Linked DNA regions of Zea mays: region 1 is linked to region 2. The links are chromatin contacts, called in public Hi-C maps. All regions are on one chromosome and are shown on one strand. Each heading gives the region's core, a stretch centred on a gene start, on an enhancer-like site or on the middle of the called end of the contact. The rest is flanking DNA. Distances are from core to core; before and after follow the strand shown.

Region 1 (5,798 bases), core at 750-3,249, 140 kb after region 2:
TGATGTAACAAAGTTACTATACTATCTTTTACGCCTTTATTGCATATGTGTGGAAAATGAATCGTGGCACACATATGCTATACATTCGGTTTTACCCCTAAAACCGGGTGTGACAAACACCCCTTCAGTTTATTTATTGCTTTGGTACCACTGCCACTACAACTTTAATCTAGAGATCGAGGGTCTTAAGGGGTGTTTGGTTTCCCTTACTAAAGATTAGTTTGTATAATATTAAATGTTTGAATATCCGTTTAGTCCTTATATGTGTAATTAATTTTATAATTTAACTATATTTAATACTTCTGTCTAGTTTTCAACATGTAATGAGACAAACAAATCCTTGGGTCGAAACGTGGCTTTAGGCCTCCTCATTCTTTACTAGACTTTAGTTCCTATCATATCGTATATTTAGATGCTAGTTATAAATATTAACTATAGTCTAATTACAAAACTAATTACATAGATGATGAATAAACGATAGGACAAGTATATAAACCTAATTAGTTTATGATTCAATCATGTGATGATATATTAAACATTTGTCAATCATACATTAATTAGGTTTAATAAATTTGTATCACCTTTTAATTTTTAGCTTTGTAGTTAGTTTTATAATTAGACTATATTTAATACTCGTAGTAGCCATTCAAATAACCGATGTGACAAGTACTAAACTTTAGTCTATAACAAACACTTAGGCCCATTTTAATTCCTTTAGTCCTCGGACTAAAGTTTAGTCAATAAAATATTTTGTTTGGTTTGGTGACTAAATCTGGCTAAAGAACATTAATTATTGCATGAAATGGTTGCATTACTCCTATTCATATAGAAGTTGGTGGGCGCCAAGAGCAGCATGCCGTTCACGCATGCATTAAAGAAGGGAGGGTAAAGGGTGTAAAAGCCTAGTTTTAGTCGCTTTTAGTTATCCTTGATGACTAGTGTCAACCCTTTTTAGTCATCTTGTTTATTTTTTAGTAAAAGTGACTTAAGTTTAGTCGCCTTCAATCAAATAGACCTTATTTAGACTCTCCTCGTACACGTTGGTATCTCAACTAAATATACTTAGTTGACGATCTATAGATTAAGGCTATATTTAGAACCTCTAGAGCTCGATAGCTAATAAATTATTAGCTAGTTTAAACTAGCTAATAAAATAATTGTTAGTTATGAGGTAGCTAACAATTAGCTGCGGTATTAGCTGACGCTGTTTGAAACCTAACAACTAATTTTTAGTAGCTAACTACTCCCTTCGTTTTTTTATTTGTCGTGGTTTAGTTTAAAAACAAACTAGCGGGTGAAAAATATTCGAGAACGAAGGTAGTATTAATGTTAGAGCATCTCCAATAGGTGCCCTAAACGAGGTTCTATTTTGAAATATAGGACTCTATCACCAAAACATGCTTCAACATTGACTTTATTAAAAAAAACATCGAACCATTATAAGACTCGACCTTTCAGGTTCTAAATATAGTACTCAATATACCAGAGCCCTATCCTCATTTATACATTATTACTATTTTTTATTTTCTAAATAACATGATTTATTTCCTAATAATATGATATATGGCTCAATTGTTGGATCTGCAAACATTTCTTTGGCCCTATGCACTTTAAATCAGGTCTTATTTTAATTTTGAGAATTCAAACATAGTACTTCTTGCTAGAGGTTGCAACATGGCCTAAATTCAATACGTGGCTATATGGTTTTCTCCATACCCAAGAACAGCATATTTTCTAATTGCTGTTTTTTTTGTTAATCTTGTATTTTAATGGGTTTTTCTTGAATATATATATTTTATTTTTAGGTTCATTCGGTTATATTTGCTTTATTTTTGGTCTTTTTTTTTCCCAGTTGGGCCGTCTTTCATTGCCAGATTCCCGAGGATCTCTGCTGGCTGTCTTTTCTTCTTTTGCCTTCTTTCTTGGTGGCCCCATCCGACTCCGCCTGCTCTTCCTCGGCGCCCCATCCATCTGCCTTGCGTCTGCTCCCTCTCCACCAAACCCTAGCCGGCCAACAGAGCTTATTGAAGGCCGGCTAGGCGAGAGCAGCATCCACCGCCGCGCTCTCATGGCGGCGCCCAAACCGATCTGGGTGCGCCAGGCTGAGGAGGCCAAGCTCAAGTCCGAGGCGGAGACCGCTGCCGCCGCCAAGGCCGCCTTCGAGGCCACCTTCAAGGCCCTCGCTGCCGCACCCGGCGACGACGACAAGGACGCCGACCCCGCCCCGCCCTCCCCGGCCGAACCCGCCTCCCCCGAGTCCGATGACGATGCCCCGGCCCCGCCAGGCCCGGTCGACCCGTCCAAGTGCTCCGCCGCTGGCCCCGGCATCGGGGGCGGCTCCGCCGGAACTCCCTCCACCTTCACCGTCGTCGCCAAGGACCGCCACAGCCGGAGGCTCACCGCCGGCGGGGCGCTCGTGCGCGTGCGTGTCTCGCCTGCTGCTGCAGTCGGCGGGGACGATCTCGAGGGTGCTGTCAAGGACAACGGGGACGGATCCTACACGGTCACCTACGTCGTCCCCAAGCGCGGCAACTACATGGTACACGTCGATCTCGACGGCGCCCCCGTCATGGGGAGCCCCTTCCCCGTCTTCTTCAGCGGCTCCACCGTCACACCATCAGCCGCTTTCCCCACCGCGCTACCCGCAGTCAGCTCTGCCTACCCCAACATGGTCAACCAGACCATGCCTAATATGCCCAATTACACAGGCGCGCCCTCCAGTGCCTTCCCCAGCCTCCTCGGGGCCATGCCTGGTTCCTCAGCTGGTTCCTCGAGTGGAGTCATGCTGCCTGGGGTTGGTGCTTCATTGGGGGAGATATGCCGGGACTACATGAATGGGAGGTGCACAAAGGTGGAGACTGACTGTAAGTTCACCCACCCACCGCAACAGCTGCTGATGTCGATGCTTGCAGCCACGAGTTCTGTCAGTGCTCTTGGGCATGCGCCGTTGGCGCCCTCTGCGGCTGCTATGGCAGCTGCACAGGCCATCATGGCTGCTCAGGCACTGCAGGCACATGCTGCGCAAGCCAAGGCCGCAGGTGGGGCTTCAGGTGATGGTTCTTTCCAGACATGTATTAAGATTTCTAAACTTGATTTCCTTACTAGGTGATCCATTGTTGAACATAACGGAAAGGAATTCAAAACGTTTTAAGTCTAGTGTTGAACTAGTAATGGATAGGAACTATGCTGTTGTTCTCGCCTATAGATTCGTAATTTTTAAATTCAGACAGATTAACATGCTTAGTTAGTTCATAAATAAATCTAGCATCTAACCTGTATCATTATTGCAGTATTACAACTGTTGCTTTGTGCTGCTAATGGTTGTTTGCTGTTGTTTTTTTTCTTTGTGTTCCATGGATAACTACATATCTCACACCTGGCTAAGATGGTAACTCTACATAGCAAATTTAGTTGTGAGCTCTGCAAATTTGTTTCTTTTAATTTAAGCTGCTTACTGAGCATTCCATTACCATAGTTTGCAGCAGCTGAAATTGTTTTAGCATACATCTCTAAATTGAAATTTTGATTAGCAGTTTGTTTTTCTTATCCCAGTCTTGTTGCTCACTTGCATATTTTATCTTTGCAGGCTCAGTACACAAAGCTGATGAAGCTGATGCCCTGAAGAGAACAGTTCAAATTAGCAACCTGAGTCCACTTCTTACTGTGGATTATGTTAAGCAGCTATTTGGATTGTGTGGTAAAGTTGTTGATTGTACCATCACAGATTCAAAACACATTGCTTATGTTGAATACTCCAAACCTGAAGAAGCGACTGCAGCGTTGGAGTTCAATAACAAGAATGTTGGTGGTCGTCCATTGAATGTGGAGATGGCTAAATCTCTTCCTTCTAAAGCAAATAATAACTTGCCTATGATGATGCAGCAAGCCATTCAGCTGCAACAGATGCAATTCCAGCAGGCACTAATGATGCAACAGTCAATAGCAACCCAACAGGCTGCTGCACGTGCTGCCACCATGAAATCTGCCACTGAAGCAGCTGCAGCAAGGGCTGCTGAGATAAGCAGGAAGTTGAAGGCGGAGGGCTTTGGTGCGGACAACATGGAAGAAAAGCATGCCAAAGGGAAGTCAAGGTATGTTTCTTATCTTCAATTCTACTCTATTTGACAGTTACACATCTAGGATTTTATAAAACTTAAATAACAGGGAGAAGTCCATTTTTGGTCATCCAACTTTTGACTTAGTTTGTTTTCTGCCATGCAAGTCTAAATGTTGAAACATTCGACCATCGACCTATCAATACCAGACAAACTTGGCTACCTTACTGATTTTAAGGTTGTTTTACATTTTTTAAAATGATAAAAATTACTACCTCCTTTCCAAATTATAAGACATTTTAGCTTTTTAGATACGTAGCTTCCGGTCGAAGTCGAACAAGGTGTCTGACGAGTGGAGTAGAAGCCTATTGGTACCGATCTACAAGAATAAGGGAGATATTTTAAAGTTGTTCTAATTATCAGGGAATTAAGTTGATGATCCACGCTATGAAGCTATGAGAGAGTTATCGAGCATCATCTGAGAGGAATAACGGGGATCTCTATGGATCAATTTGGTTTCATGCCTGGAAGGTCAACCATGGAACTCATTTTTCTTAATAAGAGAAGTGATGGAGCAGTATAGGGAGCACAAGCAGGACCTACACATGGTTGCCATTGATTTGGAGAAGGTTTATGACAATATCTAGGAATGCTATGTGGTGGGCTTTGGACAAACATAAAGTTTCAATAAAGTACGTTGGATTCATTAACGACATGTACAATAATGTTGTGACTAGAGTTCAAACAAGTGATGCAGACACAAATGATTTACCGACTAGAATATGACTACATCAAGGGTCAGATTTGAGCCCTTAGTTTTTTGGCTTGGTGATGGATGTTGTCACAAGGGACATACAAGGGAATATCCCTTAATGTATGCATTTTGCGGACGATGCAATGCTAGTTGATGAAAGCCAGCGGGAGTAAATATGAAGCTAGAGTTGTGGTGAGAGACTCTTAGAGTCCAAAGGTTTTAGACCCAGTAGAACTAAAATTGAATATATAAGATGTGACTTCGACACTACTACACATGACTACATGAGGAAGGAGGTGTTAGTTTGGAAGGTCAAGTAGTGCCCAAGAAGAATATCTTTTGGTATTTAGGATCAATGCTATAGAGAGACGGGGATATAGATGAAGATGTTAGCCATAGAATCAAAGTACTCCCTCAGGTGTCCTATTAGTTGTCGTTTAGGACAGCGACACAGTCTCCAAAATATAACTTTGACCAATATTTTTTTGTTAAAACACAAATGAACTCTTAATACATTTATACTTTTATATAAAAGTACTTTTTAAGACAAATCAGTATATAAAAACATTAGATTTCGACACTAAATAGTAAAATAATGTAGTCAAAATTTTATAAGTTTGACTCAAACCTTGTTCAAAATGACAACTAATAGTACACCGGAGGGAGTAGGGTGGATGAAGTGGCGTCAAACATCTGTTGTTCTATATGACAAAAGGGTACCACAGAAGCTAAAAGTCAAGTTTTATAGGACAACAATTAGTCCTGCTATGTTTTATTGTGCAGAATGTTGGCATATAAAAAGATGACATGTTCATCAGATAAGTGTTGTCGAAATACGTATGTTGTGTTGTATTTATGGCCATACAAGACGGGATTGAGTCCATGTGATAGGCTAGGGGTAGCACCAATTGAAGATAAACTTGTTCAAAACTAATGGAGATAGTTTAGACATGTTCATCGGAGGCCTCTAGAAGTCTAGAGACACCAAT
Region 2 (5,937 bases), core at 317-2,816:
ACTGTAAAGTGTCCGGTGCGCCGTCCCGCTCGTGCCTGCCTTCTGCGCGCTCTGGCGCGCATTTAATGTCGCTGCAGGTGACCGTTGGCGCCGAAGTAGCCGTTGCCGTGCCGTTACACCGGACAGTCCGGTGCACACCGGACATGTCCGGTGAATTATAGCGGAGCAAATTTCCCGAGGCTGGCGAGTTCAGAGTCGCGTCCCCTTGGAGCACCGGACACTGTCCGGTGTACATCGGACAGTCCGGTGAATTATAGTGCGGCGGCTCTGAGATTTCCCGAAGGTGCGAAGTTCAGTTTGGAGTCCCCTGGTGCACCGGACAGTCCGGTGCGCCCGACCAGGGTGCCTTCGGTTGTTCCTTTGCTCCTTTGTTTGAACCCTTTCTCTTGATCTTTTTATTGGCTTATTGTGAACCTTTGGTACCTGTAGAACTTATAAACTTGGGCAAACTAGTTAGTCCAATTATTTGTGTTGGGCAATTCAACCACCAAAATTATTTAGGAAAAAGGTGGAAGCCTAATTCCCTTTCAGCTGGCGACGCCCGATCCTCGTCTCCCCGCCCTCATGACCTCGGCTGTCCGTTGGCCAGTGGCCCATCGTCACTGCTCGCAACGCCGACCTTCTAGGTAAGCACTTCTCAACTTACGCCTCCTATGCTACCGTGTGAATGTGGTCTCTATGCGATTGAATGCGTGAAGCCTGATGTGCAACCGTGCTGCAATTATGAATTGTAGCAAAAGTGGTGTAAAGTTTATTACTGCCGGTAATATGGTGAAATTTTGAAGATCAGATAAAAATGCAAGTGCTGAAGTTAAAATTTACCTGCAAATCTGTAGCACACGTTTCTCAGAGGGTAGTAAGAATTTAACGGGAGAGTTGTTGTTTTAAAGTTGAAGCTAGTGCTGCAAAATTATTTTCCACGTTCATATGTGGATGTAAATATGATATTGTCTCTTATGCAGCTCATGCTTCATAGAACACTAATCCTTTTTATCATTGATGAGTTGAGGTTTTAACTTCTACACGCGGAAAATTTGTTGTGGCACATCTTATACAAACATCCTAGGTCCGCCAGGCTAGGAATCAAGATGAACAGCTAAGATGTTAAACTGCTGCAAACCCAACTCCTCAATCTTGGATCCTAAGTGAAAACTGATGCATGCAAAATTAGAAGTTTGTTAGAAGAAGCTTTCGTACACTTGGGTGATGAGCATTACCTTATCAATGCTCTCCTTGTTATTAAAAGAGGTCGAGATGATGAAGCATGATGCAATGGAGTGTAAAGCACGATCATACCCTGAGATGGAGAAGATTGAGGAAGCACCGAAATCTATGGAGCCCGTCGACAAAAAAACCTTTTAGCACTCATTCCTGCCTGCCTCTCGTTCGTCTCGATCAGCCACCACAGCCGCATCGCATCGTGCCCGTCCATCCACTCAGCAAGGGCGCGGTACGCGCGTCCCGAGTCACGACGGACCGGCTCGAGCCTGACCGTCCCGTACTGTCGCACGAACCCTAACTACTAGCCGTCCCTGCCGCCTTCCCCTTCGGAGGTACTACTGGATTCAACAACAACCCCCTCTCGCGGGTCCCGGGCCGACGCGACGAAAGACAAAGGCAGCGGAGGTGGCGCTGCAGTCCACCAGTTCTTGGGCTCTTGGCAACGTCGCCATCGTCATCGGCCATGGTTCTTGGCAACGTCGCCATCGTCATCGGCTCCGGTACGCTTCAACCCGTCGTGATCTTCGATTCGAGGTCGGGGGGGGGGGGGGGGGGGGGGGGGGGGGGGCGTGGCGCGGATTCTTGTACCCCCTACTAGGGTTCTTCTGCTTCTCCTTGCTCTAGGCCAGCGGCCATGCGAGTACGCGACGCATGTTGTCCCTTGGGGTGGGGAAATCGAACCGAACCCACTTCAGATTAATCTAGTGTATACCACTCTAGTGTACTGCATCGACATGGCCTGTTCAGTTAATTAGTTTGTGGGAGCTACCTGCATGCTACACAAGCTAGCAAGCACCCACCTTAGATTGAATACGTTCTGGTTTTGTTATTTTTATTGATTGCAAATTGCAAATGACTAGCAGCCTCTGATAATTGCAACCAAGCAATAGATTGTTCAGTTGATCTGCAAATTGCAAACGACTAACAGTCCCCAAATAATTGCAACCAATGATTAGATTATTCGGTTGCCATTGTTGCTAGTAGGAATGCTTAATTGTCACACCATGTCACCATCACTCTTCCCTTTGCAGGAATTGTCGGATCAGTACTTACAGGCGGTGAGTTTGGCCTTCCCGACTTCAGGGATGCAATCTCTGGTGCTTTCAAGGTCTCATCACCCCCTGCCCTATCTCTCTGCATGCCTCTTCTTTTAAGACTTTAGGCATCAGCTTCTCCCTCCCCTCCTTAAATTAATTTGATATAAGCTAGTTTTACCTCACACCTACTTTATCCTCCTGTCTTTAGTTCTTGACCAAGAGTGCAAAGCCAGGCAAGGATGGGCCGTCTACCAGCAGTCCACATACTGCTGAGTTGTTCAGCCAGGTTTTTTGCATGCGAATTTCTGCTTTTTTCTATCCTTTAACACCAATTGCATGTATCATTAGTTCATTACTCATCAGATCAAGTGTTTCAGGTCAATCATCTCAGAGAGGAGCTGCAAATGTTGTCTAAATCAAATCATGTTTCCATTGTCACTGTTGATGGTAGACCTGGTTAGTGCTTTCTGTGATTTGCTGTATTGTTTATTACAAGTTAACTTATACTGTGCTATATCTTCTACACGCTATGATATTTTACCTGCTGGTCTTCATCTGAAAACCGCTCATCAACACAAAAAGTTTTTTGTTCATCCTGTTGTTTTCGAAGGCCCTATTTGGTTCAGCTTGAGGCTGTAGCTAATAGAAAGATGCTAAAAAAACACTCTAGCTGATCCAAACAGCCCAGCTTGAACTATTCAACCACCCTTCTTATAAAATGCTAATTAGCTGGCTTCCTCACCCCTTTATTTCAGTTACTAAAAAGTTTAGAGGATCAAAACAGGCCCTAGCTTACTAGGCATTGGTACTCGATCATAGATACATATTTTTTTCCACAGAATACTTGGTGGTTTCTTTTATTTTAAGAGTAGTTAATTTTTTTATCCTTTCAAGTTTTTTTTCTTGAACGCACAGGAGAGCTGTGCATCATTAAATTAATCCTTTTAAGTTTTCAATGTAACTTCATTGACTTATGTCTGATGATAGCAAATTTTTCATGTTGCAGGCCCTGGTGCATACGGTATAACAGCTGTTGTTATTGGAGGAGCTATTGGCTATTTATTCATAAGATGGAAGGTACATCTTTTGTTTTTATTTTGGTGAAAGGGTAATATTGCTCAGAAGGTCTATTAATCAAATATTAGAATCTATATTAGATTGTACTGCAGGCAGCAAGTTTTCTTTCTTTTCATTTTAATGAATGGTTGTACACTGTTTTAGTGAATGGTTATACAATGTAAACTGTGCTAATGCTAGCCCTACTGTACCATTTGATGTTTGGCCAGTTTCAATTCCATCAGAGCTAACTCGATGATTACAGGGGTGGAAACTTTCTGATATGATGTTTGTGACGAAGCGTGGGTTATCAGATGCTTGCAATGTAGTGGGGAAACAAGTGGATCAGGTTTCAGAAAGTGTTAATGTAAGTTTCTTCTTCCGTCTTTCACTGTGATATTACTATTAGACCTCAGGTTCTCAGATGTGTGTTGCAGTGATCTACACATCTCATGCATACCCTCATAAAATAAGTACTAAGGCGCTATACAAATTTCTTAAATTTGTTAACTTTCTTCATTTGTTCACCTAAACTCAAACACCCACCTCATTAGATTAAAGGCTGTTTGATTAAAACATCATTCACAACAGAACTGTTCTTACGATGGCTGTTTCCTAGATCATTATGATTCTATACCTTACATTTGTATTCCTTCGGTGTCCATATATGTGGCACTTTTGACCAGCAAACTCAAGAACATAGTAAGTTGGCCATTACACCTTCATTAAACAAGGTAGTAAAGAATGGGGAATTGGTAGGCTTACATGATAATTCGGGGAAATGTGCCTTTGAGAGAGCAAGTGTTTAGCAAATAAATAGAGTATGCTTGTCTAGTTTTGTTAAATTATCTATATGAGCATATACCAATCATACTTTTAAATATAGATGAATTCTATATAGTTTCAAGTGTTTATGCCATATTTTGAAAGGAAAGAAGAAAAATGTTAAATAAGGTGAAAAAGATTCCTTGGCTTATCGGATATGACTCCAGTTATTAGAGTAATTTATTTTGATGGTAACAACTAAGTGTTCTTGTTAGAATTAGTCGTATAAGCCTGTTGGGCCTTATAACTGTAGTTGAGTTGGGCTCACCCAACATTGCATATATGGAGATATGAATTATACCGCATTGCATACTAACATAGGGTGTTCGTCTTGGTAAAAAAAACATAGGGTTTTATTCCTATGCACTGCATATAATCAGCCCATGGAGCTCAATGCAGTACAATCTAATTCTGTGATAATACCTCATCTAACATGGTATCACGGGTCTAATCTCGCTTCCACTCCTCCCTTGGCTGCTGCCTCTCCGGGGCAGCCGTCCCTCTAGGGTTGCCATCACCTTCTCTCCCCTTGTGATGTGTCGCCGCAGCAACACACAAGCATCTCTTCCCTCCTTGTGCACCCATGATGGGGACCTCATCGACTGACGAGGAGCGCGCTCGCGTTGAGGAGGCCACGACCTTCCGCAAGAAGATCGACAACATGCCCGCCATGGCTCAAGCTGTGGAAAAGGAGGCTACCAATGCTCACGCTCGCGTCCAGATATACTCCTGTGTTGCCCCTTCTTATGCCATGTCTGTTGTTGTTGTGTCTACATGGCATCGATGTCTTGGCCACCTGGCTTTGATGTGTTGTCTAGTTTGTCTAATGCTTTAGGTATCTCATGTGATAAAAAGCATGCATGAACATCCGTTTACCTTTCTCTAGTTCTTCCAGTCGAGCTTCCAAGTTGTTTGAGTTGGTTCATTGTGATCTGTGGACATCTCATGTTGTTACCATGTCTGGTTACCATGGTTTTTAAAGCGGTAAGGCGAGACAAGGCGTTGGACCACCGCCTGGACGCCTAGGCGAGGTAGGCGGGCAAGGCGCCTAGGCGTTGGACCTCCGCCTGGACGCCTAGGCGACACCTTAAGAACAGTGCTGGTTACGAATACTTGGCCATTCTTGATGATTTTTACTTATGGACCTTTCCTCCATGTTTGAAACACTACTTTGTCCACATGTTCTCATATGCTTCCACTCACTTTGGTTCCTCCATTTAGGCCATCCAGTGCGACAATGGGCGTGAGTTCGATAATGCTTCCACTTGATCGTTTCTCCTTACCCATGACACTTTGCTATGGATGTCATGTCCCTATATTATTCACATAATGTTTTTTTTGAGGAAGCTATTCACATAATGTTAGGGCTAAGCGTATTATGCATTATCTACTAATAATGTCATTTGCTCTCTAATTTTCCATGCTTCTGCTCCAGCACGCTATTGGGTTGAAAGCCTCCAAAATGTGACATACTTGTTGAATCTTCTCCCCAGAAAGACCATCAACACCTCCTACCCCCATTTTTCCTTGTTTGGTACTCCCCTGTCCTACGAACACCTCCGTGTTTTTGGTTGCGCCTGCTATCTCAACCTTTTTGCGGTTGCTCCCCACAAACTTGCACCTCGTTCCACTCTGTATGTCTTCCTTAGATACCCTTCTGAGCATAAGGGATACCATCTTCCAACTGTATCATTGTCTCACGCCATGTTGTGTTTGATGAGGTAGATTCTCCTTTGCCTCACCCCATCCAACTAGCCATGATTTTTTATTTGAGTCGGATTCTTCGGTTTCCACCATT

The links. A called contact is a pair of places that touch in the nucleus more often than the background predicts.
Region 1: a Hi-C map of leaf shows a contact between it and region 2, with 5 times the contacts expected there. The contact joins the promoter of LOC100279216 here to the promoter of LOC100383213 in region 2. A contact is called at or near these places in 2 of 25 Hi-C or Micro-C datasets (leaf and tassel).

What each region holds. Positions count from the first base shown.
Region 1 is chr8:7,209,059-7,214,856 of Zm-B73-REFERENCE-NAM-5.0, forward strand. LOC100279216 (RNA recognition motif (RRM)-containing protein) reads left to right here and starts at 2,000. Exons shown (of 3, transcript NM_001152240.1): 1 at 2,000-3,050; 2 at 3,587-4,091. The coding sequence starts at 2,069.
Region 2 is chr8:7,071,902-7,077,838 of Zm-B73-REFERENCE-NAM-5.0, forward strand. LOC100383213 (putative DUF1664 domain family protein) reads left to right here and starts at 1,567. Exons shown (of 14, transcript NM_001175875.1): 1 at 1,567-1,721; 2 at 2,253-2,329; 3 at 2,467-2,544; 4 at 2,636-2,714; 5 at 3,265-3,335; 6 at 3,580-3,681. The coding sequence starts at 1,685.